Linked DNA regions of Mus musculus: region 2 is linked to region 1. The links are chromatin contacts, called in public capture Hi-C maps. All regions are on one chromosome and are shown on one strand. The core of a region is the stretch at or near the end of the contact, and the rest is flanking DNA. Distances in the headings are between cores, read along the strand shown.

Evidence for each region. Capture Hi-C pulls out chosen DNA fragments and counts their contacts.
Region 2: a capture Hi-C map of embryonic stem cells shows a contact between it and region 1, with 2.1 times the contacts expected there. The contact joins two enhancer-like sites. A contact is called at or near these places in 2 of 484 Hi-C or Micro-C datasets (B cells and pro-B cells), 2 of 115 datasets of contacts at active chromatin or transcription factors (astrocytes and large pre-B cells) and 1 of 9 other capture datasets (embryonic stem cells).

Annotation. Positions count from the first base shown.
Region 1 is chr17:87,696,951-87,701,392 of GRCm38.p6, forward strand. The region is part of intron 8 of Msh2 (mutS homolog 2); the gene reads left to right. Among named protein-coding and RNA genes, the nearest start is that of Msh2, 27 kb to the left of the region's middle. Within about 2 kb of position 2,666, at least 45 of the 459 cell types and tissues checked have an H3K27ac peak or open chromatin away from gene starts, as enhancers often do. A contact at or near this core is called in embryonic stem cells, where this site is marked.
Region 2 is chr17:88,254,365-88,258,558 of GRCm38.p6, forward strand. All of the region lies in intron 3 of Gm31615 (a long non-coding RNA gene), which reads right to left. Among named protein-coding and RNA genes, the nearest start is that of 1700116H05Rik, 51 kb to the right of the region's middle. Within about 2 kb of position 1,902, at least 289 of the 459 cell types and tissues checked have an H3K27ac peak or open chromatin away from gene starts, as enhancers often do. A contact at or near this core is called in embryonic stem cells, where this site is marked.

The sequences.
Region 1 (4,442 bases), core at 1,416-3,915:
ACTGTGAAGAGGTCCCCGCTGGGAGGCAGTTTGCTTCACCGGTTTCAGTGGAGTTGACCACAGCCTAAGCTGCTTGGAGGTTTGCTAATCTATGCAAGCATCCATCCACAGAGAGGATGGGAGCAGCCCAGGCAACCAAGAGAGCTGAGGAGCGAAACACTGCCTTGTTGGGACAGAGACTAGGAAGGGCTGCAGAGTAAACGTCATCTACATGATAGAGAAGTGTGCTAGGAATGAAGCTTGGCCAGAAAAATGAGGACGGCCCTGGAAGCCTTGAGAGAGAACTGTCCGTGTGAGCTGCCCCGAAGCCCTGTGTCAGGGTCCACCCAGGTGAAGGCAAAGAGAAAGTCAATATGCAGGGGGACAGTAAAGAAGGGAGGGGTCCTTTAGGTCCACAATGGTAAAGTAGAAGGCAGAGGAGGAGTATTAGGGAGGAGGGTAGAAGTGTTGGTAACCACAGGGTGGGTTGGAACCACTGCCATATTTAATGTACTGTGTGGTAGGCAGCGGAAGCTCATGTACTGCGCGCGCTGGGAGAGCAGGAGCCCTGTGAGGCCGTCAGTGGGAGTGTCCGAGATAGTGGGTGGGTAATGGCTTGAGACTGCAGCGGTGGTTTTCAGAGACGGGAAACTGGGGTCTGGAGGGAAAGGAATAGGAGGATAAAGACCAGCTGCGGTGGGTAGCAGTCACGGTGTGGAGATATTCCACCCTTGAGAGTTAACTGGATCTGTAGGATAGGGACAGGGGAGTCTGAGGTAGAGATCTGTGAGGCAACTAGGGAAAGAAGATGGGAATCAGGAAAGGTTATGGGGGCCAGGGTGGCTTCAAAGTAGCTACGGATTTCATGGCGGAGTAAAGGAACCAGGCAGACAGGCATGACCAGAAACACTTGAGAAGAATCACCCTACAAGAAGGCAGGGAAGAAGAGGTGTACAGGAGGGGGTTCCATCTATGTGGGGAAGAACAGGGTCTTAGGTGTACAGGAGGGGGGTTTCCATTTGCCCCCCCCCCCGAAGTTGGTGATAATACTGTAGCATTGTCCTTGGCTTGGCAGGGTCACCGAGTCTGGGAGCCTATGCTAGTGGGGCTGGGCCTCTCTGTGACTGGGCACAGAAGATGAGCCCACATGGGGGCATACAGACTTCTGATGGCCAGGCTGCCAGGGGGTTGGGCGTGACTTCCTGGGCTACTGAGGGTTGCCGCAGGTGGGGTAGCCTTCTGCTGTAGCCAAGCCTGTCAGGAAACTGCCACCTCCTCTCTTGCTTTTATAGACTTTTTTTGTTTTTTGTTTTGTGGTTTTTCGAGACAGGGTTTCTCTATATAGCTCTGGCTGTCCTGGAGCTCACTCTGTAGACCAGGCTGTCCTCGAACTCAGAAATCCACCTGCCTCTGCCTCCCGAGTGCTGGGATTAAAGGCGTACGTGCGCCACCACGCCCGGCTTTTTTTTTTTTCCTTTGCTTTGCTTTTAAAGGCTTTAGAAGCCATTTTCATCAGCGTCTGTACTGGGGTTTGAGAACCATCCTCTTCCTTCTTTAGTTTCTTTCCAACTCTGTGGTTAGGACTTGTAGAAGTTAGGTTTGGTTCGACTGCTTCCTCCCATGCTCCCAGAAATAAGACTCAGACTCAAAATATATTTACAAATACCTTGGCTCTTCTCTGACTAGATCATAACGTAGATAACCCAGTTATTTTAACCTACATTCTGCCACATGGCTGGTTACCTGTGCTCAGGTACTATGCATATGTCTTGTTCCATCTTCCCCGCGGGAATCTTCCCGTGCCTGGCTCTGTACCAGAATTCTCTGTGCCTCCCAGATAGCCCGCTTCCCATTTCCTGCCTAAGCCATAGGCTTTTTAAATTGACAGGTGATGTGTCTATACAGTACCGAAAATATTCTCTCTGCAATGACAGAAATAAAATGGGTAGCGAGGACCGTGGCCTCTGCTGTGGAGGCTGAGTCCAGGCAGGTACTGCATCGTGGCGGAATTTTCGTCAGCTTGCTGCGTAATTTCATGGAACTTACCAAAGTCAACTTTAGTTGACTCTTGTCTAACTCCATTCCCTGAAGGAGGCAATAGGTCATAAGCTCCCTCCTCTGGTGGCCACCTTAACCCGGCTGGTAATCCCAGTTGGGTTCTTTAGCTGACCTTGGCTTGTCACCCACTAGGGACTGTTTTGTCCACTGGGTCTACTCTGCATACTTCCTGCCAGACGCCCGAACCTACCCGGGAATGAGAGTGGAACCCCGTGTAATGTACAGGTCAGAGGTCAGAGGCCTGGCAAAGGTAGTGGAACTCTTTACTCTAGATGGATAGGTTGGCAGGGAAGGAGCCTCACCACCTTTCAGTCTGGGTGAGGTGGTGTAGGGAGAAAGGAACGGGAATTGGAGCAAGTCCCTCAGCCCTTGCCACCTCTTGGAGTGGGCAGAGGAGGGCGGAGTCTGCCAGAGTGCTGTAAGCAGCCACAGGGGAGGAGAATTCAGGCGGGGCAGACTAGGGTGTGGGTTTCGGGGTCATAGAAGGGGAGGGGGCAGAGTCGGCACGGAGGAGGGAAGAGGATGGGGAGAAGGTTGAGAAAGGGGAGGTGGCAAGTTAGAAGGGGAGCAGTGGGAGGGGAGGAGAGGGCGGGGAAGCCAGTGACTCAGGCAGCTCAGTCCTGGTGGATGACTCAGGGTCCAGGTCCCCGGGTAAAAGGCCAGCGAGACGGGATGTCAAGCACTGGACACAGAAGTGCAACTCCCCAAAAACTTGAACAGTCGGGAGCTCACACCCTATGCAGACATTTTCAAGGTCATGGAGAGTATTAAAGTTTACAGAGTGCCTTCTGGTGGCCATTTAGATTGGTTATCTAGAGCATACTGAGATCAGGCCACAGAGCAAAGAGCCAGATGTGTTAGCCAGGTTCTGAGGTGGACCCAATTTAGCTAAATTTCTCAGCAGACAGTTTGGGGATTGATTTTAGATCTGGCAGTGCCCATTGTCCAGTCTTTGCTGGTTGGCTTATTTCTTGAGTGGAGAAAACCGCTTGATGGCAAATGGCAGGGCTCAGGATGTTGGCTCAACTGCTACCGGTAGCCATTCTAGAGCCAGAAAGGTTAAGGGGATTAGCTCTTGGCCGGTCATACTAACTTGAGTGGCAAGGGATAGCCAGTAAGTCCATCCCTAGAGACCTTCACGGCCAGGCTTCTAGACGACTCTGGGAGCTGACCCCGTGAGGCCAGGCCATGCCCCCCTCCCTCTGCTGGGGCTTTGCCCTCTTGGGTGGGGTTTTTCCTCCCATTGCATTCTTTATGTGAGGTGTGTTGTGCAGTGTGACTTGGTGGTGTTCTGTGGCTCCCTATTGCCGGAACCTTTGCATCCAATCCGTAACACGCACGTCAGCACCCTCCAGAAGGAGGAGGGGCCTTCAGGGTGAGCACTGCAGGCTGGGGAGGGCTGCTGTGGCCAGTAGCAGTTACTCCTCAGTTACTGCAACTGGGGACACTCACAGTTTATAGTGTAGAACGGTCTTAAATAGTCACAGTCCTAATTAAAGGCTGCACTCCTGGGGGCAGACCTAGGCAGGCCTCTAGCCGTATCTCAGGTTATAAGGCAAGTTCAAATCACCGTCATCGTCGCAGAGATTTGTAGTGGATTTAGACATCCAGATTACATTTTTAGAACTACTTTCAGAAATTCTCCAGGGACTCTCAGTTGTTGATGTCTAATCTTTGAAAGCCTGGTTGTGCTCCAGCTGTGCTTAGGAGTTCACGTGATGGAGGGTCTCATTTACACAGTGGCATGCTTCCTGTGCCCTTCCCTCACACCACCCCCCAAGTAAGTGTTTCTGTGGCTGCTTTCCATAAGTCCTCTCTTTTTTTCTTTTTCCTATTTTAGAAATGTAGATCAAAACTATCCTAAGCCAAAATTCCAAAAAGGCATTGATTTAAAAAAAAAAAAAAAAACTAAACAGTTTCCTTTGTGTTTCAGTGAATTATATTAATTTTTAAAGATTTTTGGACAGTTTCATATGTTTATACCATTATTTTGAACATATCCAATGCATTTCTTTCCACTTCTCCTCCGTGATGGTTTGAATATGCTTGGCCCATGGGAAGTGGCACTATTAGGAGGTATGGCTGTGTTGGAGGAAGTGTGTCACTGTGTAGGTGAGCTTTGAGGGCTCCTGGTACTCACACTCTGCCCAGTGTGGAAGAAGTCAGTCCTGGTCATCTCCTGGCTGCCTTCAGATCAAGATGTAGAACTCTCAGCTCCTTCTCCAGCACCATGTTTGCCTGGACACTGCCGTGCTTCCTGCCATGATATTAGTGGACTGAAGCTCTGAAGCTGTAAGCCAGCCCCGGTTAAATGTTGTCCTTATGAGTTGCCTTGGACATGGCGTCTATTCGTCGCAATGGAAATGTAACTAAGACACCCTTGGTCTTCATTGTCATGTTTTCCT
Region 2 (4,194 bases), core at 652-3,151, 560 kb after region 1:
ACTGCCTTGGGAGTGGAAACTCAGTTATGAAAGGGATTCGGCTACGAAGTACTAGGACTGAGTCACTCTCGGCTAAGACTGGAGATTTCTTAAAACTAGAAGCAAAGCTTGGGAACTTTCTTGTCTCTGAAAGGCTGATAGGCTTCAGCATTAAAATCATATAATCAAAGTTAGGTGCTTTAATCCCAGCACTCAGAAGACAGAGGCAGGCAGATCTCTGAGTTCAAAAGGCTAACCTGGTCTACAAAGTGAATTCCAGGACAGCAAAGGGCCTGAAACTCTGTCTTGAAACAACCAAATATCTACACATATATAATATAGTTAATTTTTCCTGAATGCCTGTGGTAACAAACAATAAGAGTGATTATCTTGAAAACTATTTGTTGCCCGGTGGTGGTGGCACACGCCTTTAATCCCAGCACTTGGAAGGCAGAGGCAGATGGATTTCTGAGTTTGAGGCCAGCCTGGTCTACAGAATGAGTTCCAGGACAGCCTGGGCTACACAGAGAAACCCTGTCCCGAAAATCCAAACAAAGAAAGAAAGAAAAAGAAAGAAAGAAAGAAAGAAAGAAAGAAAGAAAGAAAGAAAGAGAGCTATTTGTTCTCTAGATCAAAATATATCCATCTTACTAATGTTACTACTTTTTAAAAACAGAGATTCATTATATACATTTTAGCAGAATACAATAAATACTTATTATACTAAGTAACAATAATCACAATAATTCGACTTGTAAAATAAAATACAATTAAGGTGGCCCAGGTGCCCAGTAATGAGTTTGAAGTAATGACTCATAAGTGCGAAGACTTCCCTGACTGGGTTTCTAACGTGATTACAAGTGGGTCATAAAAGTGAGTGTGAGAAACTAGCTTCCCAAACCAGGATCACCATTTACTGGAATCCATGAGTTCAGAGTAAGGCAGTAATCTTCTGGGGAGAAATGACTACTGTTGACTCATTAATCCAATAACTCTGTACTAATTACAGTGCCTCAGTTTCCCTATTTTATGAAGTTGTCACCTGCCTGCCGCTCAGTTGTGTTTGGAAAGTCCAGGGAGATAATAGTGTGTTTTGAAAATAAGGAATACATTATAAATGCTAAATAATAATAACAATAATAACAGGGAGTCTCTAATGACAGGGGTCCTTTAATAATACTCATCGAGTGTAATAGCATCACTAACCAGTAGGAACAAGACAGAGTGCGTTTGTCTTCTTAATCATCAGTTTGTCTCATGGGAAATTGGTAGAGAGAGGACTGGCGCCTCACACCGAGCCCCCACAGGCTTGCCAACCCGGTGACTCCTGCCCTCCAACTAGCACCTGCTTCGTTTCTCTTTAAGAAGGCGAGCGGTGTAACAGAAAGAAGGGGACAGAGGTATCCCAGCTCACATCCTAAGCCCAGAGAACAGGATTATAAAGTTTCAGTCCATAGCTGGTTGTAGAAAGAAAAGAAAAATAGGCTTGAGACCAAAGAGAGCAAAGGGCTTAGGGGGACGAAGGACCAAGGTAGCCACGAGGTGGCGACAATCCAGCTGGAAAGACCCGCTCGGGTGGCATAGATGGTTCGCAACCGAGGAAGGAACTTCCATAGACACAAAGAAGGGGTCTTCGGAACGGGGAAAAGGCATTTTGTCTGCTTCGCCGGCAGCGTATCGGGAGTTAGACATGACGAAGGCGACCTGGAGAAGGAGCGAGCAGCTCTCTTGTCATTCCTTGGGCTTCCACTTCCCAGGACCGCAGCCCTTGGTGTAGGGAGAATTTTGTGCAAAATCACCCGAAAAAGGTTTGACCCCCTCCTGCCGCCCGGAGGCCAGCCAGATGCTTCCCCGCAGCGACATTCCCAGGATTCCAGCCCGGGAGAGGACGATTTTGAGCCCAGCCACAGGCCTTGGGCCAGTATCTGGCTGCAACTGCGGGTCGGACTTAGCTCGGCAAGGCAAACCGGCCAGCTCACCCGGGGGCCGGGTCCTTGGAGCCCCTTGGGATCCGACCTTGGGGGAGGCTGCACCCTGGCTCTGGAAAGTGCAGCGGCCGTAGGGCGTGCCCGTAGCTCGGCTGCACCGGGTGCCTGGGAAAATGTCCGGAGCTGAGCGAGGCCCAGGGGGTAGGGGTGGGGGGTGGGGGTGCTCTGCTAGTTTTCTTTTGTTTCAGTGTGAATGTGAACACAACCACACCCTCGTTTGTGCTGGGCAGGAGGTAGCTGGCTTTGAAACTCCACTATTAGGAAATTTGAAATAGGGTTGTTAGGAAACTCCCTCGCAATTCTTAGGGCCGTCCTGGGCTGCCGAGCTTGGGCTCTAGCTGTCTGCCTGGTGCCATGCCTAGCCTACTGAGGTGCTACAATCTTTGGCCTGCCTAGAAGCCATGGGCGAATCCATGGCCCTCCCGCTTGGACCATGGTCAGCGATCAGGAAATCCGGGCAAGCTACTCACGGGCCCACCCCTCTGGGGTGTGGGGCGGGAGCCCTTGAGGAACACATGCCCCCGCAGGACTGCCTTATTTAAGCCCCACAGCATCATCACCTGCATTTTGCAGATGAGGGAAGCAAGCCTTTGGTACTGAGTAATTTGCCCGAGAATCTCAACTCTTAGAGGGGCTGGGATTTTACACTGGACCTGCATTTTTCTCCGAAGCCCTAGGCTATCTATGCTGCCTCCTACAGCCCCGCCAAGAGCCAACTGGGAGAAATATAAATAGAGCCAGGAATGAGCTTAAATTTTGGCAGGACAACCGAGGTTATTTTGGACTCTTCTTGCCTTTGAATGCAGACTGGAAAACAGCTAGTGTAAGCTCCACCTTCATCAACAAATGTTTTCCGTTTGTGTTTTATACCAGGAAACTAAGCACTGAGGTATCCCAGCGAACAGGACAGATCATATTAGTGTGTGATTGCACGAGTGTTTGGTGAGCTAATTATTAAGCTGTTAACTGAAAAACTGCCAATCTGGGCACTAGAGGGAGACTCCAGGCAGCAGGAGGAAGGGCAGTGTTCTTGCTGTAGGCAATCCCAGTAGGTTTCCCCTAGCAGGGTGGTTGGTTCCAATCAGATCTCTCCAGTGTTCCCAGCCAGTCTGTGTGCGGGTCAGCTGTGTCATAACCAGAGCAGGGCAGCATCCACTTCTCTGCAGCCTGAGCTCAGGTACCAGAGTTCTCCTTAGTGTTCCCTAGTCCTGGCAGGGTAACTGGGCCTCCTTACACCCTTCCTATACCCAGTGTTGCGCTGGTAAGTGTTCCAAAAACAACAACAAAAACAACAACAACAAAAAACAAACAAACTAACCTAACAAAAAGAAAGACCCTTAGTTTGCAATGAGTGGGTGGGAGGTCTCTACGGTAGAGATCACTTTCCCGGGGGTCACTTTGTATCTCTTCAATCTTACAGACAGGTACACAAATGCTACCCACCACACACATACACTGTCCTGTGCCCTATTGAAAAGTTAGTTTGCTTTCTTTCTTTTTTTTTCTTTCTTTTTTTTTTTTTTTTTTGGTTTTTTCGAGAACCTACATAGCCCTGGCTGTCCTGGAACTCACTTTGTAGACCAGGCTGGCCTCGAACTCAGAAATCCACCTGCCACTGCCTCCCGAGTGCTGGGACTGGCTGTTGTTTGTTTTTTAAAGATTTTATTTATTGTTATATGTAAGTACACTGTAGCTGTCTTCAGACACCCCAGAAGAGGGCATCAGATCTCATTATGGATGGTTGTGAGCCACCATGTGGTTGCTAGGATTTGAACTCGGGACCTTTGGAAGAGCAGTCAGTGCTCTTACCCGCTGAGCCATCTCACCAGCCTGTTAGTTTGCTTTCTAGTTTTTTATTTTTCACCACCAGACTTTGAAGTTTCCAAGAATCTTTGGATTTTTTTTTCCTTCAAAATTTCTTCTGACAGAGTTGTTGGATGTTAAGAGACAATGTAAACAACATACTCTGAAAGCTACTTCAAAATCTAGACCAGTAACACAATCCCGGAAATTCCTACCGGAGGTTTGTAAAACTGTAGTGACAGAAGTGGGCCAAGTATTTTGAAGATAGCTCACATAGGTGTCAGCCAGGGTGACCTCAGAGCAGGGTGGAGCCTGTGACTCAGCATGGGAAAAGCAGACATACGAGTGACTTTGAGAGCCAAAGTTATGGTCTAAGTTTTAATCACTGTGCCTAAGAGACCCCCGAAACTAAAAAGCCTCTCAT